Regions from separate parts of the Gossypium hirsutum genome. Here region 1 is linked to region 2. Evidence: chromatin contacts called from public Hi-C data. All regions are on one chromosome and are shown on one strand. The core of a region is the stretch at or near the end of the contact, and the rest is flanking DNA. Distances in the headings are between cores, read along the strand shown.

Region 1 (3,101 bases), core at 155-2,654, 37 kb before region 2:
CACAAAATCGAATTCTCAATTTGACCCAACATTACATAAGTATCACCCAGTTGCATGCATCCAGCGAATTTAGCAAGTGCATGAGTTTGGCCATCCTCGATCACTGGGATTTCGATTGAGCGTTCAAGAACTGGAATGGCCTCATCGTATTGGCCTAAGCTACAATGCAATGCTGCCAGAACATGCAAAGACATTACAAGCTCTAGACTCGGTTTTCCATCTGCACATTTCTCGAATGATTTTGTTGCTCGAATTGCCAATTCAAGTGCTTTCCGAGGATTTTCACCTGAAGAAATCATATTCCTCGTCTGTTTGAGCAAAAACGGACCAAGTTCAGGATTCTCTAGCCCTGCCTCTAGAGAATCTCCTGTTCCATTGTTAAACTTTGCACCAAAATTCCTTTGCTTCCTTGCATTCTTCTCATGCCTCATTTCAACAGGAGTTTTCTCTTGAGATGATTTGCTCTTCGGACTTGATTTCACCGATGCTTCGGAATCCAATTGCAAGCGATGACGATGCTTAGCACCTTGAGTTTGGTTCTTGTCGTTGTTTTTCTTCTTAGGCATTTCATCAGTAACCTCATTTTCTTTCTTAAGGTTCAAGTCACCAACACTGTCTTCTTCTTTCTTCTCTGCTACCACCACCTCTTTTGTTATTTCAACAACACCGAAATCCCCGACAAGATGGCGTAATTCGGAATCGATCCTTGATTCTTCACCGTACGAACCGTAACTAGACAATGATGGAGATTGATCAGAGCTTTGCATCTCATAAACATTGTGATAAAGCTGCTCAATGGAGGTTGCCACCACACCATCAATGGCTAAATCAAGGGAATCACTTCGTGGACTCAGTGCACTTCTTGGAGACCTCTCTTGAGCAAAACTGTACTTATAAGGTGTGTGAAATCCATTGTCATGTTCTTCAACTCCAGTTTCTCCATTCATTGCATCCATAGCTAATCCAGGCATTGCAAAACTGATTTTAAAGAAAAAAAAAATCAGTACAAACTTATATCAAATTCTTCCATAATCTCCAAAAGGAAAATGCTAGCCAAGTCAAAGACAACTCCATTATTCTCTACTATTTACTAAATTTAGCAAAAATGACGACAAATTTCAAATGCTCAACTTCAAAATAAGACTACTTAAACCAAAAACAGTTATAGAAAGATTAAAAGAAAAACATTGAATGCTTAATAACCATAATCGATAAATGAGTAATACCTTACTTAGTTCTGTTTAATGAAGAAAACCCAAAATTCTTTTTTCTTTTTTAAAAACCCAAAGTTTATAATGCTGATTTTTTGTTCTCTGGGTGTTATATACAGAAGAAGAAGACGTTGATAACGATGAAGGAATGGGGCGGTGTCACGTATTTCTGTATCGTTGTTTGTTGCCTTATATATATATTGAAGTCTAGAAAAGAGAGGGAGAAATGAGGTATTTTATGAAAAGGAAAAGGAGTAAAATAGGGGAAACATATATTTAAATTTGAGATTATTGTAAATAATTTATTTATTTATTGGTGCAGGGTTATAAGCTGGTGGAATTTGGAAGCAATTTAGAATGTGACTTTTCTCCCACCATTTTTTTTTTTTTACATTTTTATGTTTGAGTTTCTCATGAACTCATATTATTTTTTTAAATAATATTTATTTAGATATTTTTTTATATTAATATTTATCTAAAATATAAATAAGAATATATTTTATTAATAAACAATGTTCTGCATTGTTTTTATTAATTATTTCTTAATTTGGTTGGGAGTATTTTAATTTTATAAATAAAATTAAGAAATTGGGAGGTGTTTTTTATTTTTTTTAAAATACTATTTCTTAATTTTAGAATTAATAATTTTATTTATTTATTATTGGGAATAATATTTGGGGATGTGAGACGGTTGAAAAACTGGAGCGCTTAACGGCTTTTTAACTGGAAGGTTGTTTTCTCTGAGACACGCGGAAGAAGATGATTGCAAGTTTAAAGTGGCGTAGGATTCCACGTGGACCACATCCAGCTTCATTCTTGCTGGTTTAATCTCTTAGGTGGTCCTAGTTTAGCCCAATTATTGGTGGGCCCATAAAATTTTCCATGGCCCACATCAATTCCAAATAGATTATCATTTTTTATTCTTTTTATTTTTTTCGATTAAAAGAAGACAGGCATATAAAACAACATGCAATTTATTAAACTACTACATAGTATATTGATGGTTTTGTTTTGTCCAACACTGTAATTTAATTTTTTTTGGATAAATATTAAAATTATATATCAATTGTATAATATTATACATAAATTTTAATTTACGTAATGAGATTTTAATTTGATTCGATTTTCACAAATCACTAATAATATTATCGAATTAGCATCATTTTACATTGATATATTGTATACACAAACAATTATATTAATCTGATATGAAAATAAATATATATTATTTCCGAAGAACTAAAAATATAAGAAAAAACTAAATTTTAAATTTGTAAAAAATACATAAACTTCTATTTAATAGCAAAACGGTTAATATTTTTTAAATAATTAATATAAAATTCAAATTGGCGTCTCATCATACTAATTTATGGGCAAATTATCAAAAAAAAGCCCTTTTTAAAAAAATTTACCGAAATGGGCCTTTTATGTAATTATTTACCGGAATGGTCGGTTTTCCGCGAAATCGCGTCCACGTCAGCGCGATGTCAATGTACGCGCCAGGAAATCGCGTCCACATAAGCGCGATTTGCTGACGTGGACTCAAATCGTGCTGTTTTTTAGCTTGGAAAACTTTGAAAGGCCATAACTTTTCTCTCGGTTGTCCGATTGAGACGAATTTTTTTTTATTTCGAATAACTTTTCGAGATCTACGCGCTAACAAACCGAAAAGTTATTCGAAATCAAAAAAAATTCGTCTCAATCGGACAACCGAGCGAAAAGTTATGGCCTTTCAAAGTTTTCCAAGCTAAAAAACATAGACTGTTCATGCCATGTCAGCAAATCACGTCCTAAGGGGCACGATTTGTGTCCACGTCAGTAAATTGCGCTTATGTGGACGCGATTTCCTGGCGCGTACCCTGACATCGCGCTGACGTGGACGCGATTTCG
Region 2 (3,355 bases), core at 130-2,629:
AAAAATTCAAGTCATAATAGATAGAATTGAATTGTAACAAAAACATTCACAAGACACTTAGTTTTTATTATGAAAAATGATTAATTTGTGGTGGATGCAAAAACCAAATAAAATTAAGCATAATTGTATAAAATACCCTCAACGTTTATGGGTTTCTGGGTTTGAGCCCTTAACCGTTTTTTTATTGACACCCTCAATATTACTATTTTTTTTATAAATTAGCTCAATTTTAACTATAAAAGTGAGTTCACCGTCAATCAAATGACATATGAACGAAAAAGCATATGTAGCATACCGCATAAGCACGATTTCAAAAATGATGTCATCAAAACAATTTTTTTTCATTTTTTTTCCATCTTTCTTCTTCTCTGTTTCTCTCTTCCCCTCTAACTGATGTTACAATAAAACTTTTTTTTCTCAATGCTTTATTGGATTTTCTCTTTTTCCAAACACATCTTTAGTTTTTTTTCTCTTTCCAGATTTTCTCAACACCTCCATGAATTATTAGTTTTTTCTAATTAGCATATCTTTGTCAATGAAATGACATATAACAAACATCCAAAAGAGTATGCAAACTAATGAAATCCATTAAAACATAATATAGATGCATATATATATATTTTATATGCACACCACCATTTTCTTCAATTTTCTCACCAACCAAATTGAATAAAACGAATCCATACAATAAAAAAACTTTCTAGTGTTTTAACAAAATCCCAGCAAATCCCACGTCCCCTTTTATACTAACCTCCAAATTCAAGTTTTAAACCTTCCACAATCCTGTTTGTTTCTCGAGAAAAAACAGAGAAAGAAAGAAAAAGATCAAGAAACCAAACTTCAATTTTAATTATTGACGCTCTTCCTCTAACACTACAACTTGCAAAAATGACGATCAACAATCATTTTTATGATTATTACTTTTTTTTTTAAAGAACAGAAGCCAAAACATTGTTTATGTAAGAATAAAATAAGTAAAAATATTCAAGCAGAATAAAACAATTAGTGGAACAACTACAGTGGAAAAAAGAAACCCATTTTTAACAATAAAATATATTGAAAATTCAAAGTCTTATGTTTGATTCCATGAAAAAATGGGTAAACAGGTTATCTTTTACTAAAGAAAAGTTAATGGGTTTAGTTCCAAATTGAATCAAAAACATGAAATTTTAAATAACAGTAAGCAGGAGCCCACTCCTTCCATTTTTATATTCCAAAGTTTGAAGATAATTATCAAGAGTTGTAAGTAGAGAGAAGAATTTTTTTTTTTCGAGTGAATAAAGTCTCTGGTTTCAGAAAAGTGAGGAAGAGAGACAGAGAGAAGAAGACACAAAATGGACACAAAATGAAAAAAAAAAAAAGAGTTAAATATATGATGTCATATATGACATCTTGCTGATGTGGCATGCTTCATAAGCTGCATTGTTGACTTGCAGTTTTAATTGACGGTCAACTCACGTTTATTATTAAAATTGAGTTAATTTTTGAAAAAATCGCAATATCAATAAAAAATTGTTAATGGCTCAAACCCAAAAACCTATAAACATTGAGGGTATTTTATGCAATTATGCCATAAAGGTATTTATTTACGTCTAATGAATTTATATTCAATTGATATAAATTATTTGATAATATTAATGCTTGAAGTATAAAATTTGACTTTCATGAGAAAACCATTAAATGTGAATATGATTTTGTTTAGGAATTTTTATTAATTAATGCATTTATACATATAGGTTATTATCACCATTGTTGATATTAACATATCAAATATATTGGAGTTTTTGAAGAATTTCCAAGATCAATAATTATTCGATAGATAAACTTTATAATGAAAGTATTTCTAAAAGTGAAATTTTGTCTCGACATGAAGATCCGGTGTTCAATAAGGATAAATTGTTACACAATGATATTATATAGAACTGTTATTGAGTATTCAATAGTGTTTATATAATCAAAATTAATCAAGCTAATTTTTCATGTAGATTGGAGATATTGAAAATCAATACAAATGGTTAAACAATAATGTTATAAAACGATGGTCTTGAAGTACCATTTCTTTATGTACCCAATGCACTCATTGTATTGATAATAGTGAATGATACAATACATCATGCTTTATAAAGTTGTTGGCGACATTTGAAGCATGAAAATGCAATTGAATTTTATTGTTATATTGATACGCATCAACAAAATTTGTTGTATATGTTGATGATTTACTATTGATAAATAATTTTGAATGACTCAATATTGAGTTATAAAATGATGTTCAAATAAGGGGAGCAAAATATGCATTGTAGTAACACCCCTCACCCAGTGCAAAGAATAATTGAGAATTCAATTACGCACTCCCTACCGCTAGATTTGAAAAGTTAATTTTCAGCATTGCATTGCATCGTTTCAAAGATCTTAAGTGATGCTTACATGAGAGGGAATAAATTCGCACTACATTTTTCTTTTAAAGTTGTGACATACTGTGTATTAAAGAATTATGTACTCTTCTTTCCTTTACTCAATTTTTGTCGCACAGGGTTTTTCCTAATCAGGTTTTTTAATGAGGCATATTTTTTATGCAATAAACATCCAAGGGGGTGTTATGAATGTTATTAAGTAGATATTCATTATAATCAACCTTTCAACTTTTATCCTCCATAGCTCTTCACATTTCATTTTATTGTAACCCCTTTTCTATTTATGTGTTAAAAAATGAATAGTCTAATCTCCCTATGTAGGAGTATACTACTTGTAATGATGATGAAAAAAAGAAAAATGCAATTAAAATTTATCTTTATTCTCATCTATTATTATTATTATTATTATTATTATTATTATTATTTTATAACAATTTATATGCTTTTATAGTTAAATTTAAATAACTTTTATTAACTCATGCCGAATCAGCCCAATTACAGTAGACAATAAGTCTCGTTTGTGGCCCAACCCATGAAGGCCTATTCAGCCCTTCCAAAGGTTTATCTAAAAATCCATTTCACAATTTTGAAATTTTTTATATATTATTTTAATTTAAAATGTATAAATTTAAATAAAAATATTATCTAGAATTTATAATCTATATAAAACCATAAATTTTAAAAACTTCACGAGAATATTTTTTTTCCTATCATATTACTCAATTAACATCTAAATATAATTATAAATTAATTTAAATTAATTAATTAAGATTTAAATATTTTACATAAAATATATTTGTTTTATTTTTTTCCCTCCTTTTCAAAAAATATAAAACATCTTTATTTGAATTCGTGAGGTGGTTTCTTATTTAAATAATAATTTAGTAGAAGTAGAACTTTCAGATTAATGTAATCTATAAAAAGCAAAATTAATAATATTCACA

The links. Hi-C and Micro-C count contacts between places; a contact is called where the count stands out from the background.
Region 1: a Hi-C map of leaf shows a contact between it and region 2, with 1.8 times the contacts expected there. The contact joins the promoter of LOC107926094 here to the enhancer-like site in region 2. A contact is called at or near these places in 3 of 34 Hi-C or Micro-C datasets (anther, hypocotyl and leaf).

Annotation. Positions count from the first base shown.
Region 1 is chrD04:9,811,859-9,814,959 of Gossypium_hirsutum_v2.1, reverse strand. LOC107926094 (protein KINESIN LIGHT CHAIN-RELATED 2) reads right to left here and starts at 1,404. Exons shown (of 3, transcript XM_041091923.1): 1 at 1,232-1,404; 2 at 1-978. The coding sequence starts at 971.
Region 2 is chrD04:9,774,610-9,777,964 of Gossypium_hirsutum_v2.1, reverse strand. No RefSeq gene overlaps it. Among protein-coding and RNA genes, the nearest start is that of LOC107925967, 23 kb to the right of the region's middle. Within about 2 kb of position 1,379, at least 3 of the 9 cell types and tissues checked have an H3K27ac peak or open chromatin away from gene starts, as enhancers often do. A contact at or near this core is called in leaf, where this site is marked.